Linked DNA regions of Mus musculus: all the other regions are linked to region 1. The links are chromatin contacts, called in public HiChIP or PLAC-seq and promoter capture Hi-C maps. All regions are on one chromosome and are shown on one strand. Each heading gives the region's core, a stretch centred on a gene start, on an enhancer-like site or on the middle of the called end of the contact. The rest is flanking DNA. Distances are from core to core; before and after follow the strand shown. Region 1 holds the start of Gpd1l (glycerol-3-phosphate dehydrogenase 1-like). Region 2 has its middle 24 kb from the start of D730003K21Rik. Region 3 holds the start of Tgfbr2 (transforming growth factor, beta receptor II). Region 4 overlaps Tgfbr2 (transforming growth factor, beta receptor II). Region 5 has its middle 30 kb from the start of Gm31014.

Region 1 (3,754 bases), core at 791-3,290:
ATGGGAACTGATGCCCTCTTCTGGTGTGTCCGAAGACAGCTACAGTGTACTCATATATATAAAAGAACATTTAAAAAAAATCTTTAAAAAAAATAAACTGTAATAAAAATAAAAAGCATGACTTTAAATTTCTGATTCCTCTGTCTGCCCCGTCAAGGACTGGAATTCCAGGCAGGTGTTACTACAACTCTTGGCTTTTAAAACACATGGCAGAGCCAGGCACTGGTGGTACACGCCTTTAATCCCAGCACTTGGGAGGCAGAGGCAGGCAGATTTCTGAGTTCGAGGCCAGCCTGGTCTACAAAGTGAGTTCCAGGACAGCCAAGGCTAAGAGAAACCCTGCCTCAAAAAACCAAAACACATGGCAGTCTGGCTGGGAGTGGAGTTGCTTCCTAGAAGCAAGGCCCCAGGGTCTGATCTACAACAGCACCAGAGTATTAACTTAGCAACAGAGTAGTTTTACGTAATTTGAGTGTGGGTGATGTAAGGAGTCTCCTCCACGACAGAGCATTCATTATTACTCAAGAGGTTCGATCTCCATAACCAAAGGGGGGGGGGGGGAGTGGGCTGGGCAATGTGGCCCTTGCATCGTCTTTAATAGCAGCAATCAAATCTGAGAGTAGATCGCTTGGTCTACCCAGCAACTATCAGGCCAGAGCTAAAGTAAAACCTGCCTCAAAGAAAAAAAATTTTTTTATTTAGTATATGCCAGGCACCAGGTAAAGGACTGAGGCCAACGCAAGGGTAGAGGCCAGCAATAGGAGGCCGGGGAGAGGCCACCGGTCCAGCCAGCTAAGGTTTCCTCCAAAAGTCCTTTCAGAGCCAAGTTTTCAAAGACCAGTCAGGTGGCTCCGACGACTCCAGAACAGTACCGCTTCTAGCAGCCTGAACTGTGGTGTGCGTCAGACCACAGGAAAACAGAAGGGGACAGAAGCCACGAGAATGGCCTTCAACTGTTCCACCCCTGGGCCGCGGGAAAAGTCTGGAACGCACCATACTCTGCCTCCTTCTCACGGAGACCCCCAACTTCTCCTGCGTTAAGGGCCACCAAGGTATGCAAACTACTGGAGGAGCTTCAAAGCCCTCTAAGCACCAAGCACTTTACAAGTTAAGTCAGAAAATACAGCCCAGTGGTGACGCGAAGCTCTGCAAACACCTTTCCCTGGGACCCTCACGTCCCGGTTGGGGGCTTGTTTTCTCTTCTCGGATACCACGTTAACATGATTGGGAACCACTCGCCAGAGGAAATGAGAACTGTCTCTTGAAGCCAGCACTGTCCCAGGTAGCAAGGACCCTTCTCACGCTCTGTGCCTCCGTTTCCCCAATCCCAAAACTGCAGTAAGGACAACTGAGCCTCTGCAAATTCCTCCACGGGGGTGATCGGCAGGGGAGAATAGAGAACGCCCTTGGGTTGTTTTGCCAAGTACCCGGGCGTGGCGAGCAGGTGGCCCTAACCGCAGGGTTACCAGTGCGCAAACAGGTGCCCGCGGGCGCGGTGCGCGCTACCACCCGGGCCACCTTGGCCCCGCACCTCGCGCTCTGGTTCCTCGGCGTGGCCTCTGTCCGTGCAGTGTCCAACCGGGACAGGCGGTCGCAGGCCCGCCTCTCTGCCTACCCGCGATGCCCTGGTGTCCACGCTGAAGCAGCGGGAGAGCAACCCTGGCCGGCCCGGAACCGGGGCTTCCTGGAGGCGGAGACCGCGCCGCCCACCCGCCTCTGCTCACCAGTTCCCCGAGCCCACGATGCACACTTTCAGAGGCGCCGCTGCCATGGCCAAGCCGGATCGCTGCTGCACAGCCTTCCTCTCAGGGCCAAGCCGGATCGCTGCTGCAAGTCGGATCGCTGCTGCAAGTCGGATCGCTGCAACACACACTGTGCCTCCCAGGCCGGCTGCTCACCTCCACAGGAACGGCCTAGTATAGGCGCTCCGGGCGACCCCGCCCCGCCCTCCTGTCCGCCAATGGCCACCGCCACCCTGCCTAGGCGCCTAGGGCCACAGCTGACAGCCCGGAGGACCCGCCCCACCACTCCCAGGAACCACTGCGCACGCCTGGTCCGGGTGGGTGGCCGGGTCAGCCTCCGGTGTCGCCCCACCCCTGCCCTAGGAATGTTGGGATGTGTAGTCCACCTCCCTGCGGGCTCCCTTTCAGTTCCAGGCGGGCCACGTGCAGGCCAATGTTATTGCGCAGACTGGAGCTCTGAGCTCCTGCTGCTGAGTGTCACTATCCTGGACAGAGCAAGCCCGACCCAACTTATACAAGTGTCACCTAATCGCAATTTGCGCAGGGACAACTATCACTTAAGGGTGGAGCCTAGACAGCCTAAGTAGTTGACTATGAATTCACCCAGATTTGGAGCCTGCGCCTGCTTTAACAACGGCTGTCAAATTCGTATAAACGGGACAAGTCCAGGCACCCCTGAATTTCCTAGCGAGCCTGGAGCTTTAAGTCTTCTGCCATTGATCTGGGAGTATCTACTCTACAAGGGTGGCGTCGTAGTTCAGTTGGTAGAGAACTAGATTGAACACAGGAAGTTCAAACACTAGCGCCTGGTGGCTCTGGCCTGTAATCACAGCACGTGGGAGACGGAGGGAGAATCTGGAGTCCCAGGTTATCCTTGGCCAAATAAAAATGGGAGGCCACCTTGTCGCAAACAAGTACCCTTGCATTTCAGGATGGAAAACTTGTCTACACAGGATCAAAGCAGAAACTTGAACTGTCCCCCTCATACGGTTACCCAAAGGGCATGCCCCTTTTCTCTCCCTGCCAGAGCTTCACAAAAAAGCCATCCAAACTGCTGTACTGCAATTGGGCACGCCGCGGCCGCGAAAAACAGAGATGGTGGAATGTGTTGTAATCTCAGCTTCAGGGAGGTAGAGACAGGACGATCGGCAGTTCAATGTCATCCTTAACTAGACAGTGAGTTTGAGGCTAACCTGGGTCACGTGAGCCCCTATCACAAAGCAAAAGCAAGAATGGAGAGTGCTAGCTCACTTAGCAAGGAAAGGTGTAACCCTAATGGAAGTCAGATCTCCAGGGCCCACGGAGGAAGGAGAGAATCGCACAGCCTCACAATAGTAAACAAACTTATTTTAATTAATTCATTTGTTGAGACAGAGTCTCACAGTGTAGCCCTGGATGGTCTAAAACATGCTAAAGACCAGGGTGGCCTCAAACTCACAAGAGGTCTGTCTGCCTCTCCCTCCCAAATGCTGGGATTAAAGGCAACTATCTGGATTAAATTAAATTCATTAAATTAATGTCTGGTTTAAAATAAATTTAATTTAAAAATAGAATAGGTTTATTTCTTGCACTCTAGAGGCAGAGGCAAATTAGTCTCTTTGAGTCAAGGCCAGCCTGGTCTACATAGCAAGTTCCAGGTCAGCCAAGGCCAAACAGTGGGATCATTTTAAAACACCAAGTCAAACTGTGTGTGGTGATAAATGCCTTTAATACCCAAATGGGCAGGTCTGTATGAATTGGAGGCCATCCTGATCTGTATAGTCTGGTTACACAGCGAGGCTCTGCTGCATAATGAGTTCCAGGCCTGCCTGGGGCGGGGGAGGGGAGCACAGGAGACCCCATCCCCCAGCTCCAGTGGTTGAGAAAGGAGCCCTTGGCAAGGTGGCCCTGCCTTGAGAAGGGAAGCTTTCTGGGGAGCCAGAGAGTGGACCCACAAATAACTGAAATAGAAAATTGGGCACAGAGGAGGGCTCTCCATTGGGTTCGGGGAGCCTCCTGAAAAACAGTGGAGG
Region 2 (3,754 bases), core at 418-2,917, 1.4 Mb after region 1:
CTTCCTGTATTGTCATCTCCAGTAACCACTCGTAGAAACAGGAGAAGGGACCTTGGAGGGCAACTGTATTCTCCAGTCTATACTTGTCACCCTGCCACTAAAATTCTGATTCTTCGATTCCCTGGGTCACCTATGCTCACCATTCGAATTCACTAGTTGTTGGGTCTCACTTACACACATTTTGCTCCCAACGTTAATGTTGCTTTGTTCCTCCAGTGGCCAAGTCTGCGGGCTCTCCTGTGGGGTGCAGCAAAAGACCCAGTCCCCCCGAGCTAAGATACATCTTGTGGGGATTCTGCAGCTGCTTGTCATTTCTTTTCCCTGTAAGTGGCAAACATTTTTTGCTTTGTGGCTCACACAGTCCCCCTCAAGATCATTCAGTGCCTGCCTCAGCGAGTAAGTAATTATAGGCTTCATACATACATGCATGTATTCCAGTACAACATGATATGCAGGATACAGGGGGCCACGCTGGACTGGATCCCTGGGCTCTAGCTTGCTGACCCTTGGTTTATAGTAGTGGAATTTTCTTCATCATATTAAAAGCCATTTACATGGACGACATCTCCAGGGGCAAGGGATGTTGCCCAGTTAGTAGCATGCTTAACGAGTATTCTAGTCTACCTATTGTTGTTTTGATAAAGACAATGAGGAGAAGCAATTTGGGTGTGGAATGTGTTTATTTCATCGTAAAACTTAAGAGTCTATCGCAGGGACCGGGAGGACGGTAATTCAAGGGGGAAGCTGGAGGCAGGAAGCAGCGTCCCTTCATGGTCTTTGCAAGCTGAGCTTGCTGTCCATGATTTGCCCAGCTTGCGTTCTTATACCATCCAGGCCACCTGCCCAGAGGTGCTGCTGCCAATCAATCAAGTAAACCTCTCAGGGACTGCCCAGAGGCCAGTCTGATGGTGGTGCTCTCATCGGCTGAGGTCTCCTCTTCTCAGACAGGTTTAGCCTGTGTCAAGTTGTCCAAACTCCAGCCAGCTCAACCAGTATGCACAAGATCTGGAAATATGAACCCCAACACTGTCTAAAATTAATTATGGTGGTTCAGTCCTGTAAGTCTAGTGCTCAAGAAGTGAGGGCAGGAGGGTTGAAAGTTCAAGGTCACCCTCCGCATATAACCAAGTTGAGACTCTTTCATGAAAAGAACATTTTTCAAACAATCTTTTCTTTATGTTTATCCAACTATCTTAACAGCTGTCTCCTTTGTCTCGGCTCTGCCTTTACTAGGAGAAGGAGCTACATATGTGCTTTTGAAGCTCAGGAGGAAAAGGACCAGGAACACAGGCAAGCACACAACCTGGTGTACAGGGCTGTCTTTGCTTATTATGCCTGCCCGGCCTCCCAGGGAAACCAACACACAGTTGGCTGGAGAAGCCACAGCTGAATACACTCAGTCAGGGATTCCTGGGAGCCATCATTTCCACTGTAGGTTGAGAGTCAGATATTTTGTGTGGGTCTCAACTTCTAGTTCCTTCTTATTTTTGAAAAAGAAGAAGTGAACGAAATGAACAGTTATTTCCAAATGGAGTGCCTTCCTTGGGCTCAGAGGTGTACGGAAATTACAAAGTCCAGGGAAAGGAACCTTGCTCAGAAGTTCCCAGTGTTCTCGGAGTGGTTTTACCAGGGTAGAAAGAGCCCCACGTGACCTATGGAGCAGGGCAAAAACAGCCCCGAGTGACCCATGGAGCAGGGCAAAAACAGCCCCGAGTGACCCATGGAGCTATCACCAAGTTACCTTATTTGAGATTTTTAACCCAAGCAGTTTATAAACACAGGATGCTTTCCAAAAGTGTTTCTGCCTTTCTCTCCCATTTATGGAAACAAAAGCAAACATTTCACAAGGGCAGAGGCACTGAACTCCTCTTCGTTCGCTGGATGCCTGATGATCCCTGGGAAAGTGTGGAGTCGGTAGAGAGTGGGGAAGAAACTGGACCCTGGCCAAGCTGGCCCTGCTGCTTAATGGTGCCCCAGATGTCTGAAGCAGCCTCGACAGATGGGCCCAGGGCTCTTTGTTTGAATTTGAAATTATAAGTGAAACATAAGGCAGATGTTTGCCTTCTTCAAAGGGAAGAATATTAAGAAGGAAGGCATTTAGAGAATAAGAAGGCAAAAGCCATTGTCCTAACTTGCATTGAAGTTTCTCATTCAAATCCCCATTAGGAAACTGCCCTTCTCTAATCAGAAGTAGAGATGGGGCCAGCGCTACATTCTTTTGATGGCTAAGGTATGCTACCAACTTGGCTGGATTTAGTTTCTACGAGGCGTACCTCTGCGCGTGGTTATAAGAGCATTTTCTGTGCATGGTTATGAGAGCATCCATTACTAGAGATGTTTAACTGAACACAGACCTATCGTGATTGTAGGGTACACCGTCCATGGGCTGGGGTTCCAAATGGAAATAGAGAAGAAAACAAGCTGAGCTCCAGCAGCCGCTTCTTCCAGCTCCCCGACTGTGGATGCCTTGTGAGCAGCTACTTCAAGTCAATGACCGCCACACGTTCTCTACGCGGGACAGCCTGTGTCTTCCGACCGTGTCAGAATAAACTCCTTTTCCTCGGGGAATTTTTATCATAACGATGAGAAAGAAAAAAAAGTAACTAATGAATTGTCCTTGTGAGTGGGTGACAGAGGAGACCCTCTGCTCCTTAGATCTTGGGTTGACACCCTAGAGAGATTTTCTAAAGGGATAGTGTGCCCTCCTTTGGCTAACACACTGTAGAAACACTGGGAATCGAACCTTGGTGGTCAGGCCTGGCAGAAAGGACCCTTTACCCACTGAGTCGTTTTGCTGGCTCAGGATAAGTATTTCATAGGTTAATAAATAAGATTATTATTTATTACACATAGTGGCATTGTTGTAGGTTCGGAATGAGGCCTCTCTGGGAAAAAAAAAAAACAAAAACAACAAAAAACAAAAAACAAAAACCTCCCGAAGGTCTTGCATGAGCCACTTTCCTCCCAACAGTGGAACAAGTGGAACTCTGCTTGCTTAATGGATTCTTCAGGGTCCAACATGACAAATCTGTATTGTTTTAATGAATGAGTCTTGGGTCAGTTGCAGACTGTGGGAAAGCTTGCTTACTGCTGCGGGAGCGGTACTGTACCATGCTCTGGCCTGCAGCTTGATTCTGCTTGAGAGTACAAATTTCTGTAACCTTCCTGCATTCCCTTCTGAGAAAAGATGAGCTGTAAAGCTGTTTTCAGAAAGACTACAGGATGCTGAAGACCACAGACCTAGAATGGTATCTCTGAAGGCGACGGGATCTCTGATGGGTAGAAATATCTGTGTCAAAAAATGGCTTTACACCTCTTGTACAGGTTTATTCTCCAACACCATAAAGAGACCTCCTTTTTCTTCATGGTGGTGCTGCCTCTGGGCCCTACTTGACACTTCCTGGTGGTCCAGTGTGGTTGAGTTTGCTTTGAGAAAAATTCTTGTTCTCCCTCCTGATGTTCAGACTTGAGCCTTTGGACCATCTAAAGGCAGTTGCTGTACACATCCATCCTTCCCAGGCCCATCAGATGAGATCTGGTACTTTTCCTCTTGCTTGGCTAAATGATGACTAGGCAAGGACATCCATCTCAGCAGAGTGCAGGACTTCCCACTTGTGCCAGAAAAGAGGTGGGGCATATTTCCTACTCTCTTTATTCTAGCTCATTTTTATCTCAAAATAATTGTGTGTGTGTGTGTGTGTGTGTGTTATGGATAAGGATTGAGCTGAGTGTGATGTCTTTGGGACAAGGAGAT
Region 3 (3,754 bases), core at 755-3,254, 1.2 Mb after region 1:
GTCTTCAGCAAAACCCAGCAGGGTTTTTTTTTTCTTTTAATTTTTTTTTCTTGTGTGTGTCTATATGTGCTTGGGGTAGGGTTTGTGAGCACAGGAAGGGGCAGAGGAGGAGACCAGGGGTCCTCTGTCACTCTCCATGAGTCTCTATCACTCTCTTTGAGTCTCTCTCCGAACCTAGAGCTAACCTGGCATCGAGCAATTTCCAAAGGGTTTCCAGTCTTCTCTCACTAGTGCTGGGCTGGCAAAGAACCACACCCAACTTTGCATATGGGCCCTCGGGATTTGAACTCACGTCCTCAAGCTTGCACAGCAAACACTCTTAGCCACTGAGCTAAATCTCCCAAGCCAGCTTTAAGGGCCTGGGTTAACATGAGAGACAGTTGACCTTTCTGGAACTGCACTTCAATGGAAACCAACGACACGAACGCGGACTTTATGAAGCAACAGGACTAAAACCTGTTAGGATTTTTGCTGTTTCCCTTTGTGTGGCTCTTCCCTTCTGAAATGGTCCACTGCTGTTTGCAACACGATCCAAAACTCTTAAATCACCTCAACTACCGATGTCTGCAACGAGCTCTCTTGCACCCTACTTCCGCGCTCCCCAACACACACACACACACACACACACACACACACACACACACACACACGGCCACCGCAATCTCTGCATTTCACCCCAAATCGACCCTGGCCATCCTCTTAGTTACTAGGGAAGGTCATGGAAAGCCAGTGATGAAAAGAGTGTAAACTTTCACAAACTGAACCACTGCATTGTACAGTAGGGAAAACTGAGGCCCAGAGTCATGTGACTTGCCCAGATCGTGGCCCTAACTCTAACTTTAGAGTTAAAATGCCAGATTTTAAACTTTCCAAGCAAACCCTTAGGAAGGAGCCCTAGAGCCTGCTTTTCTCCCTTAACTAACCCCTGCGATGGGACCTGGAGGACAACCTGGGTTAGGTGTTTCCATTGAATAGTAGCTGCTGAGATCTTTCATTCCAGGCAGCATCCCTATAGTCCATCACTTAGTAGGCATGCACTAGATTTTTCTCAGCCATCAACCTGACCACCCTCACTGGGTCCTCATCCCGGCAGGCCAGGAATCAGCGAGGATAGAGATCAGTTCTCTTCTCTAACTTGTATCCAGTGAGTCACGGCCCAGAATCCCTCCCGAGATGGCAAAGCTGAGGACTGAGAGTCTGGCTCAGTCGCGGTGTCTAGGGCAGTAAGCGGCCCAGGTGTGCAGCAGCTGGGCGTCCAGTCCCCTGCCGATGCTCCTCCAAGTTCCAACTTCTTAAACTTCCCTTTCCGGGGCTCCAGGCCCCTCGCGGCCGACCTGGCCTTTCGTGCGCGCACAAAGGGGGTCAGGAGCGTCCCCAAGTCCCCTGCAAGTGGACTGTCCTGCTCTTTTGCGAGAGATCTTGCCCGGATCCCCGCGGGCCTGAACCGACTCGGGCCGCTACAAACTTCCCGTTTCCGCTCTCGCACCGGGTCCCGCGGCCGACTGTCAATCGCTGCCCTGGGGGCTGGAGGAGGAGCGGGGAGCCCCAGTGAACCCCCAGGGTCGCGCCCTGGCCACTCACTCACCCGACTTGGGAACGTGCGGCGGGATCGTGCTGGCGATGCGCGTCCACAGGACGATATGCAGCGGCCACAGGCCCCGGAGCAGCCCCCGACCCATGGCAGCCCCCGTCGCTCGTCATAGACCGGCCCCTGGTGCGCCACGAACCGAGCCTCGGGGACCCCGGGCTGCGCCTTTACTCCTCGCCCTCTCAGGATGCGGGCCAGATGTGGCCGGCGATCCCCGGAGCTCGGAGGCCCGGAGGAGGCCCCCGGCGGCCGAGGAGAGCTGAGCAGGAGGCTGGGGCTCCGTCCCCCAGGCGAGCGTGTGCGCGCGCGGGGGGTGTCGTCGGTCGGTGCGCGCGAGTGACTCACTCATCAACTTTACCCGGGCGCCGAGAGGGAAACAGGAAACTCCTCGCCAACAGCTGGGCAGGACCTCTCGCCGCCGGAGAGCCTTCCAGCTCCGGCCCTCTCCTCCAGCTTCCAGCCCTCGCCTTCCTCCGGCCGCCAATCAAGGCCGCTGGATTGGACCTTGCCTGGACTCTACAAACTTTTAGCTGCCCACTCCCAGCGCTCCCACGCAACCCCCACCCCGCCAAGTCTGGGCTCCAAGTTCAAACTCAGAAGTGACTAAGCGCACTTTTCGCAAAACAAGCTCGAAAGTGGTGTAAACCACTTTCCTTGATACACCTCCAGGCACCCCCACACCTTCTAGGCATTACTCCCAGGGGCTTCATAATTCCATTGAGACCCAGGAGAGAGCTCTGAAATGTAGCTTCAGAGTCCCGAACACGTTGCTTCCCCTAATAAAATAAAGGTAAGCACTTCTTCACTAGAGCTTAGTTTCAGTTTTATGTACATGCATGTGTGATCACGTTGTAAAGGACTGTTTTTTACTGTGGAACAAAATCCAGGAGTTTGTCTCAGAGTTTAATGTGCGTATTAATCACGTTGGGTTGTGAATTTAGCTAACCTGCAGGTTCTGGTTCAGTAGGTCTGAACCCAGAGTGTCTGCATGTCTAATGAGCACCTGGGTAGAGCCTCCCATTGGAAGGACCGTTTCCTGGGCGTGGTTTGCTGGGTGAAGCTCTGTGATCAAGGTAGGGCTGATATTTTCAGGGTGTTGCCTCTAAGAAACTAAAGAAATTAAAGTATGTTTGGGGCCAGACGATGATGGCACACGTGGGCGGGTCTCTGTGAGTTCAGGGCCAGCCTATTATACAGAGTGAGTTCCAGGGCAGCCAAAGCTATACTGTCTGGGAAAACAAACAAACAAACAAACAAAAACCCAAAAAACAACAAAAAAAAGTGTCTTTGGTGGTGGAGTCTGCTTTTCAATGATCGCTCTTCGATAAGATAATTCGAGTAAGGAGAGAAAATACTTGGCTGGAGGTAGAAAGGCTATCAGTAGGAAGACCCATCAAAATTTCCATTCTTTCTGGGGTGACCATGTTTTCCAGAGACAATCTCTACAGTGTGTGTGTGTGCGTGCGCGCGTGCGCCTGTCTGTGTGCAGCACGGCCTGTTTTTTTGTTTTTGTTTTTTTGTTTTTTTGGTTTTTGAGACAGGGTTTCTCTGTATAGACCTGGCTGTCCTGGAACTCACTCTGTAGACTAGGCTGGCCTCGAACTCAGAAATCTGCCTGCCTGCCTCTGCCTTCCAAGTGCTGGGATTAAAGGCGTGTGCCACCACTGCCTAGCTGCCTGATTTGTTTTTAAGGGTTCATTTTACTGTATGTGTGAGTACCTTGCTTTCATGTCTGTATGTGCATCATGTGCATGCCTGTTGCAGAAGCTATAAAAGGACATAGAACCTTCTGGAACTCGGGTCACCCAAGGCGGCACAAGCCACGCATCCAGGAGGTGACTATGTGAGTGCCGGGAACTGACTCTGGGTCTCTGTAGAAACTGCACATGTTCTGCATCTCAGAGCGGCCTCTCTAGTTCCCTGCCTCAAATGAGCTTCCCACTGATCCTGGAGATGGAAGATGAGCTAGACCAGCTAGTCACCAACCCAGACATCCTCCTGTCTCTGCTTCACCAGTACTGGGGGTTCAGATGCATCTGTGCCAGCTCTGTATGTATGTGTGGGGGTGTGTGTATATGTATGTGCACATCTGAGTGTGAGCTCATGCACATATGCTGAGGGTAAATTTGTTAAAATTGGATTTCTGAGTTTTTGATTCAGCACCAA
Region 4 (3,754 bases), core at 473-2,972, 1.2 Mb after region 1:
TAAGGATTGTGGGGGTAAGAAGGGCTCAGATTTTTAAATTGGGATTAGGACTTCTTGGCCCATGTCTTTGAAACAGTGTTTACTGGTGGCTGGAAGGTTAGGGGAAAATTCATCAAGAATGCTTAACATTCTGCCAGCAGTGTCTTCATGTAACATTGAACTGTGTTCTCCTGATTATTGATTATTCTCGTGTATGTGAGGTGGGGGCACAGCATGCCCTAGCATGGACACGGGATAACTTTGTAGAGTTGGTTTTCTCTTCCAGCTTTACTTGGGTCTCAGGGATCCAACTAGGTTCTTCAGGACTGTGCAAAGAGGACTTATATCTGATGAGCGATTCACCAGCCCTACTCATATACCTCTGAATTCATGCACCCCTTTAGTACGGTCCAGGTTTGTGGAGAACCTGAGAACTCATTGACTCCACACATGACTGTGATGCCTGGCTTGGTGCTGTATATTTAAGAGTGCCATTGCTATTGCTGCAGTCGAAGGCAAAGCATCTTGAAGAATAACCCACAGCAAGTAGTGAACAGAACTCACTATGCCTTGAAGCTGAGCTTGTCAAGTGTGAATACACACTCAAATCCCTCAGGGGAAATATTGAATCTGCAGGTGTAGCTCGTGCACAAGCTCACAGAGCTGTGGGGGCTGGTGTGTTAGACATTCATAGAGCAGACTAGAAGTATGGAAACCAGACAGGAACTCATGATGAAGTTTCTGGTCAGAGTTCTTCCCCAGGAAACTCCACTGCTCACTTTTGTAGTGTACAACAGAGTCACATGATCGATGGTAACCTCCTTTGGTCAAAAACAATTAACTACAGCTGCCAATTGTATATGCAGAATAGCTTCATGGCAGTGCCAGGACTAAGGTTTCATTAAAAAGCTAAATGTGGGATAGAGAGACTATAGCTCAGAACGGATTTTAATCCTCAGCCCCCATGACAAAAAAGAAAGAAAGAAAGACAAAAGAAAGAGAGAGAGAGAGAGAGAGAGAGAGAGAGAGAGAGAGAGAGAGAGAAAGAAAGAAAGAAAGAAAGAAAGAAAGAAAGAAAGAAAGAAAGAAAGAAAGAAAGAAAGAGAAAGGAAGGAAGGAAGGAAGGAAGGAAGGAAGGAAGGAAGGAAGGAAGGAAGGAGGAAGGAAGGCAGGCAGGAGGGAGCTGGGCATGGCAGTGCAATTGGAAGTTGGACACAGGCATATTCTTGGAGTCTGCTGGCCAGTTAGCCTAGCTGACTTATTTGGCAAGCTCCAACTAATGAAGGCCCCTGTTCTAAATAATATACATTTTTTAAAGGTAAATATTTGTCACCTGAGGAATGACACCTGATGTTGCCCTCTGGTTTACACACACACACACACACACACACACACACACACACACACACACACTTTACACCTAGCTCTGTACACTCAACCCATCCATCCGCCTAGCAAGTCTGAAGTTATTCTTATCTGAGGTAGAGGGTCACTGCACGCAGCAGGGAGACCCGCCATTTCCCCTTTTCTCTGTGGGTTTTAGAGCTGGCAAAATGGAAGGCTGTTTTCCTTGCTCTTCACAGCATGTCTCCTCCTACAGCTCTTTCCATCTGCTTTCTCTTAGACTTGGCCTCTTAAGTGATCGCAGGCCCAGAGGCCAGCTCGCCATCTGGGCCCACGCTGAAAGACTCGATCTCGGAATGGGTTTTAATTGCAGCTGGCATTTCAGAGTCAGACACCCAAGCCACCATCTGGCAGACAGCGATGTGGTTTGCCATGCCGGCAGCTAACACCCACGGCTCAGGAGACCAGGTGGGACCAGCCCACTGGCCTGTCACATGGCCTCCCCCCCAGAACAAAGAAGCAAGTCTGTGGGAATCAAAAGTTCCCACTCCTACGCAATATGGAAGACAATTACTGCAAGCCATCCAACAGATGCAAAAATGCTTCCTAACTAAGTTTCAGGGTTAAAAAAAAAAAGTCTTGACTCCACTTCCTTGTGTCATTAAAGTATTTTGCCATGGAAGAGTGAAGTGAGTGTCTCCAGGAGGCAATGTCTTATGGTCCCTGGGCATCGGTGCTAGACAGCACCTTACTGTGAAATCACAGAGGCTGAAGGAAGGTGACAGGGGTCACTGTACTTTATTAAATGGGCTGTGGAGATAGTAGTGTTTGGTCAACAAAGTGTTTGCCTTGCAAGGCATGAGGACCCAAGTTCAATCCCAAAGCCCACGTCAAAAGTCAGAAGTGGCACACTCTTGTAATCCCAGTGCTAGGAGGTAGAGACAGGAGGATGCCTGGGACTTGCTGGCAGTTGGCATAGCCTACTCGGTGATCTCCAGGTCTGTGAGAAACACTGTCTAGAAAAAGACAGGTGACATTCTCCCAGAATGTGATCTGGGGTCATTCTCCACTACCAACATATACACACAAGCACACATCCATATTCAAGGCACTTCATTAGCACTTTATTAAAACCTGTCAAGGACGACCAATTTCATGCTCTGAAATCTACTTGCAATGCCTTGTGCTTCCTGCTCGGTAACTACAACAATCTCAACAATCAGTGAAAGATCAGGGTCACTAGAAATGCCTGGCCCACGGGGCTCTTCTTCCTCTTCCCTGTTGCTGAGAAAAGAAAAAGATCTGGTGGCAGTTTCTGTCCTTGTCATCGAGACTGAAGACTTAAAGACAGAGCCCCTGAACCGCACGATGACAGAGACAAACACAGACAACAGTGGGCTCTGGCCTCCCTGGCTTGCTCTGACGAAGATCATTCAAGCCTGGCATGGTATGAACCTCACTTGCAATCCCAAAACCCGATAGGCTGAGGCAGGAGGATTGAAGACAGCCTGAGCTACATTGTAAGACCCCAGTTCAAAAATGTTTTTTTGAAAGGAAAGAGAAGCCGGGCAGTGGTGGTGCATGCCTTTAATCCCAGCACTTGGGAGGCAGAGGCAGGTAGATTTCTGAGTTCCAGGCCAGCCTGGTCTACAGAGTGAGTTCCAAGACAGCCAGGGCTACACAGAGAAACCCTGTCTCGAAAAACAAAAACCCAACCAACCAACCAACCAAACAAACAAACAAACACAAAAAAAAGGAAAGAGAAAGAGAAAAAGAGGGGTACAGAGGGAAGGAAATGGAAGAAGGGGAGCTGGAGGGGAGAGACAGAGACAGAGAAAATAAACAAGATGAAAGAGGGAGAGATGAAGAAAGAAAAGAGGAGCAGGTCAGATCCTGCAGTGAGCCAGCCAAGGTGTGGGGCACAAACACTCTCACGTCAGGTGTAAGCCTGTATTCGCTCTGGAGAGTCTACCTTATCTATGTAGCTCCTCTGACAGATTCACTGCCCTGTCACAGCACCAAGTACAAGGCCCACACGAACAGGACCGCAGAGTGGTCCAAAGCTGGACTGCCCAAGCTACTGAGCTACTGCACCCAGGAAAAGCAGCCAGACCCAGATGGGGTTCAGAGAGGACACATGCACAGGACACCTCCCCAGGCCCTCGGGATGTGTTCCCCATCCCACCTCCCGCCTCTCTGCTGCAGGAAGCTTCTATTCCTTGGACGGTGCTCATGTGCTGGGTATCCTTATGCTTATGGCAAGTCTGGGCAGTGGGCAGATCCAGCAACTTCACCCAAAGGCAAAGGCAAGTTCTTCTGGGGCATCTTGTCTAGCTGGGTCCTTGGGTGACAATCCCGAGCAGGCCTTGTCGCTCTCCTGAAGGCCATTCTGGTGCTTTAGGGTTGTCCACTATTCATAGGATTGGCTCTG
Region 5 (3,754 bases), core at 403-2,902, 1.2 Mb after region 1:
CCTACAGGGGCCCAAAAAGAGCCTAGATCCCCTGTCACTGGAGTCACAGGAAGTTTTAAGTGCCAAACATGGGTGCTGGGAAGCAAGCTCTGATCCTCTGAAGGAGCTGCAAGCACTCTTAATTTCTGAGATATCATCTCCAGCCCCATCACCCCCCCCCTTTTTTTTTCTTTCAACAACAGAACTTTGGCCTTATGATAATGTGAGCACAGCTGAGAGTTCTTTCTGTCTTTGGACTGAGAGCCCTCACAGAGTGCAGGAGGACATTTGGAAGTACACCCTATGGAATTTCAAAGGACTTCTCTGGGTTTCTGTTTAACAGCCCCACCGCAAAGTCATCCTGTCCTTCTATGTAGCCTGAATGGTTTCGGTGACCAGAATGTCGCCCTAAAAAAAAAAATCACTGTGGAAGACCAGAATATGCCACAGCAGACACATCTCTTCAGCATTTGGACTATGTTGAAATGATCCTTTGGAAAACATAGGACTGGGAGGGGAGAGAGGAAGGAAGATCAGGGTGGGAGAGAGCGAGGGGTGGAAATGATGTAAAGAGTGATCATGTGAGAAATTCTCAAAAAAATATAATAAAATAAAAGCGAGATGCCTGCTTAATTAGAGTAGGAAGATGATTAACAAGCTATTTTTAAGTGCCGCGAGTATCAGGAGATATACCAGAATAGATTATGCCATGCGCAACTGATTGGCAGGCCTTGAAATGTGTGCAAGTTCCCAATCTTGTCTTGATCAGCAGTCTTTGCAAAGCAGGCCTGAAAGGCATGGCCCCCAACCCATAAAGTATGAAGCCATAATTATTCAAGTGAAAAAAAAAAAAAGGAAACTAATTAGAAGCGTGATAAGCAGTGATTAGGCAGTTACTTCAGGGGAAAATGAAGGAGATGTGCAGATGCCAACCGGGGTAGCTTTCCTGAAAAAGGGATAGACAGGCTGGTTTAGATGAAAAGTTCCCTGTCTGTCACCTAGGGAAGCAAGTGCCTTCAAGACAGGGCCATTAGCATGTCATTTGCACACTGAATTTAAGACAAAAAAATAAAAGGTCACCCCAAAACAGGAAGTCCTTGGAGCAGAACAGGCCTTGCATCTAAAAGTCAGTGAGTTGCAGGAGGCACAGGGTCCTTCCCGAGGGCCCTCGGAAAGCCCACTGCTAATACTCCTGACCTTACAGTAGCCAGAACTCAAATGACCGGGGTGGAACAGAGCCTAGAGGTGGGTCAGAAGACCTTGGCTTCTGTTTTGGCCAAGGCTCTTGGGACTGAGCCCATAGACCTTGTACATTTGGTCTTGTACAATAAGACTTTTGCTTTTTGTGCTCTGGTCAGCTGCTCTCTCCAGCTCTCCAGTGCTAAGGGCATCTTCTCTACTCTGGAGTTTGAGCTAGTGGTCTGGTTTGAGTGTGAATGGCCCCAACGGCTTGCACTTGAGCCCAGGCTGGTGGAGCTAATTTGGAAACCCGTGGGAATTGAAGTGAGTGGAACCTCAAGGAGGAAGTGGGCCATCGAGGGTTCACTTCCGGTTCTGTACCAAGGTTCCGCCTCTGAAGTTTGCTTCCTGATTGTGGACAGTGTTAATCCTACCAGATGATAATAAGTCCAGTAATACAATTTTGAGCCAAATCTGAAGCAAGCTTTAATTAAACATTGGCCAGGGTGATGAACTCTGGCTAATTCCACTCTGGGGTTCCCAGAAAATGGGGACAGGTCACATTCTACAGTAGTTAATAAAGGCAAATCTGTAAGGCTGTTATGTACCCCACCAGGTCCAATCATTGGCGAACATATGTCCTGATGTAATTCCTGGCTGTGTACCGCCTGCCTACATCCAATGAGAGTCAAATGTACTTCCTGACGTATTTCCTACCCACATACCTCCCACCTACATGTCATCGACCACAACCTGTGTACCTGGGCAAAAAAGTTGTTTAGAGGAGCAAAACAATAGCTGCCTGCTATATTTCAGGAAGTATCTGTCCTTGGGCAAGGTTGGAGACATATTCTGTTTTGTGGATCTCGTATGCACAGTAATTAAATCTTAAAACATAACTTAGCTCTCATAGACACTGTGTGACCAGCGGCCTCCGGTTCGTGCTGCCAAGTCTTCTGAACCACAATGGATTGCGTCACCTTCAACTGTAAACGCAAAGAAACTTCTCTGCCCCCCCCCCCTCCCGCTTGTCAGAGCGAGCAACCAGAAATGTAGCATAACCATTGAGTCAGACCATTGAGCTCTCCAGGGCTTTGTGTTGCTTCCCTAGCGCGTGCGCGCACGCACGCACGCACGCACGTACCAGCCAGCTTGCAAAGGAAAACTGGCAGCCCATCCTTACCTGAGTATCATCCACAGAACAGAGCATGCCCATGCACACATGTGCAGGGAGTAGGATGGGGGATGGCGAGGAGCCCCGGAAATACAAGCAGGAGAGGTAAGGACTATGAAACCCCTCTAAAGGGCTGTGCACCAAGTGGTCAGATTTTTTTTTGGAGCTCTTTTCTCAGGGCTTGTTAGGCCACTTCCATTCCTGCGTTTAATAAGCTGTCTTTTTTTTTTTTTTTTTTTTTTTTTTTGGTTTTCGAGACAGGATTTCTCTGTGTAGCCCTGGCTGTCCTGGAACTCACTCTGTAGACCAGGCTAGCCTGGAACTCAGAAATCTGCCTGCCTCTGCCTCCCAAGTGCTGGGATTAAAGGCGTGTGCCACCACCGCCCAGCGGCTGTGTCTATTTTTAGACAAGAATTGGCAGCCCGGTGAACTCATCTCCTGTGATCGTTATAAATAAGTGTGTTCATCTCCCAATGACTTACAAAAATCAGTGTTTTACTCATCAGCCATTCAAGAAACAACACTTGTGAAAGTCCAGGCTTCAAGTTCTACTCTCTTTCTAATATCTTTTGAGATAAGCGCATATCTGCTAAAACAAACAAACAAACAAACAAAAATGTTCTAGATGGCTGGCAAATTGTGAAACCATCTCAGGCACACGCACACATCTCACAAGTGAAGAAATGCTACCCTCACCCGGAAGAAGAGTGCCTCTTCCCATTGTTCTCACAGCAAGCATTTCTTCAGACCTTGTCAGGGGAGTGCTGGGTAAATTAAGTGGAGAAAAAAGAACATTCTGGCTCTCCTAGAGCAAAACGGGATGGCTATGGGCACAGAGATAGAAAGACATGTACATGGACTACCGGGCATTTCCTCATGTATGTCGCCTCCCGATGTAGTCCCATCGCGCTGGCCAGTTTTCATCAGGAGACAAGAAGAAATACAGAAAAGCAGGCACTTTGGTTGCACAAAATTTTAGGTCCTGGATAACTTGGCTTTGCCCCAGACTGTATCTCAGGAGCCTGTGTTCTGACAATCCAGTCCTTCCCCCTGGGAGTGCGTGCCTTCCTGCCCTCCCTGGCCTGATGGGTGAATGCTCATCGAGTGTGTGCTCTGTTTATACTGCCAACGCTCACACAGACAGAGCCTTCCCTGGTCTATCTATATACCACTCACTCTTCCACATCCTTCTGTGTTCTTAATGCCATCTGGGATTTTCCTATAAATCCGCCTTTATGCAAAGCAGCAACTTACTACCAGCCAAGATGCAGGCTCAACACACCAATGCAAAGCTATGTATGGGGCTGTCAAAGGGTACCCAGGGCAATCACTGGCATGCTAGTCAGAGGCAAGAAAACGCACACAGATGCACATTCTCTGAGGCAGCCATCGCTGTGACAGTCCTGGAATAAATAGCCACAT

What was found. Promoter capture Hi-C pulls out the DNA fragments that hold promoters and counts their contacts. HiChIP or PLAC-seq counts read pairs in DNA pulled down with a chosen protein or histone mark.
Region 2: a promoter capture Hi-C map of cranial neural crest shows a contact between it and region 1. The contact joins the enhancer-like site here to the promoter of Gpd1l in region 1. A contact is called at or near these places in 2 of 39 promoter capture datasets (cranial neural crest and pre-B cells), 1 of 484 Hi-C or Micro-C datasets (B cells) and 2 of 115 datasets of contacts at active chromatin or transcription factors (large pre-B cells and pro-B cells).
Region 3: a contact with region 1 is called in a promoter capture Hi-C map of pre-B cells, with 6 times the contacts expected there. The contact joins the promoter of Tgfbr2 here to the promoter of Gpd1l in region 1. A contact is called at or near these places in 1 of 39 promoter capture datasets (pre-B cells), 2 of 115 datasets of contacts at active chromatin or transcription factors (large pre-B cells and microglia) and 1 of 9 other capture datasets (macrophages).
Region 4: a contact with region 1 is called in an H3K4me3 HiChIP or PLAC-seq map of pro-B cells, with 4 times the contacts expected there. The contact joins the enhancer-like site here to the promoter of Gpd1l in region 1. A contact is called at or near these places in 3 of 39 promoter capture datasets (hippocampal neurons, liver and pre-B cells) and 3 of 115 datasets of contacts at active chromatin or transcription factors (astrocytes, large pre-B cells and pro-B cells).
Region 5: an H3K27ac HiChIP or PLAC-seq map of large pre-B cells shows a contact between it and region 1, with 3 times the contacts expected there. The contact joins the enhancer-like site here to the promoter of Gpd1l in region 1. A contact is called at or near these places in 2 of 39 promoter capture datasets (hippocampal neurons and pre-B cells), 1 of 15 datasets of contacts at CTCF or cohesin (large pre-B cells) and 2 of 115 datasets of contacts at active chromatin or transcription factors (embryonic forebrain and large pre-B cells).

What each region holds. Positions count from the first base shown.
Region 1 is chr9:114,931,947-114,935,700 of GRCm38.p6, forward strand. It overlaps Gpd1l (glycerol-3-phosphate dehydrogenase 1-like), which reads right to left and starts at 2,041. Exons shown (of 8, transcript NM_175380.5): 1 at 1,725-2,041. The coding sequence starts at 1,771.
Region 2 is chr9:116,349,399-116,353,152 of GRCm38.p6, forward strand. No RefSeq gene overlaps it. Among named protein-coding and RNA genes, the nearest start is that of D730003K21Rik, 24 kb to the left of the region's middle. Within about 2 kb of position 1,668, at least 32 of the 459 cell types and tissues checked have an H3K27ac peak or open chromatin away from gene starts, as enhancers often do.
Region 3 is chr9:116,173,359-116,177,112 of GRCm38.p6, forward strand. It overlaps Tgfbr2 (transforming growth factor, beta receptor II), which reads right to left and starts at 2,005. Exons shown (of 8, transcript NM_009371.3): 1 at 1,586-2,005. The coding sequence starts at 1,679. Gm40582 (a long non-coding RNA gene) reads left to right here and starts at 2,286. Exons shown (of 3, transcript XR_871320.3): 1 at 2,286-2,378; 2 at 2,553-2,661; 3 at 3,353-3,754.
Region 4 is chr9:116,137,164-116,140,917 of GRCm38.p6, forward strand. The region is part of intron 2 of Tgfbr2 (transforming growth factor, beta receptor II); the gene reads right to left. Among named protein-coding and RNA genes, the nearest start is that of Gm31292, 6.3 kb to the right of the region's middle. Within about 2 kb of position 1,723, at least 90 of the 459 cell types and tissues checked have an H3K27ac peak or open chromatin away from gene starts, as enhancers often do. A contact at or near this core is called in liver and pro-B cells, where this site is marked.
Region 5 is chr9:116,082,674-116,086,427 of GRCm38.p6, forward strand. No RefSeq gene overlaps it. Among named protein-coding and RNA genes, the nearest start is that of Gm31014, 30 kb to the left of the region's middle. Within about 2 kb of position 1,653, at least 88 of the 459 cell types and tissues checked have an H3K27ac peak or open chromatin away from gene starts, as enhancers often do. A contact at or near this core is called in pre-B cells, where this site is marked.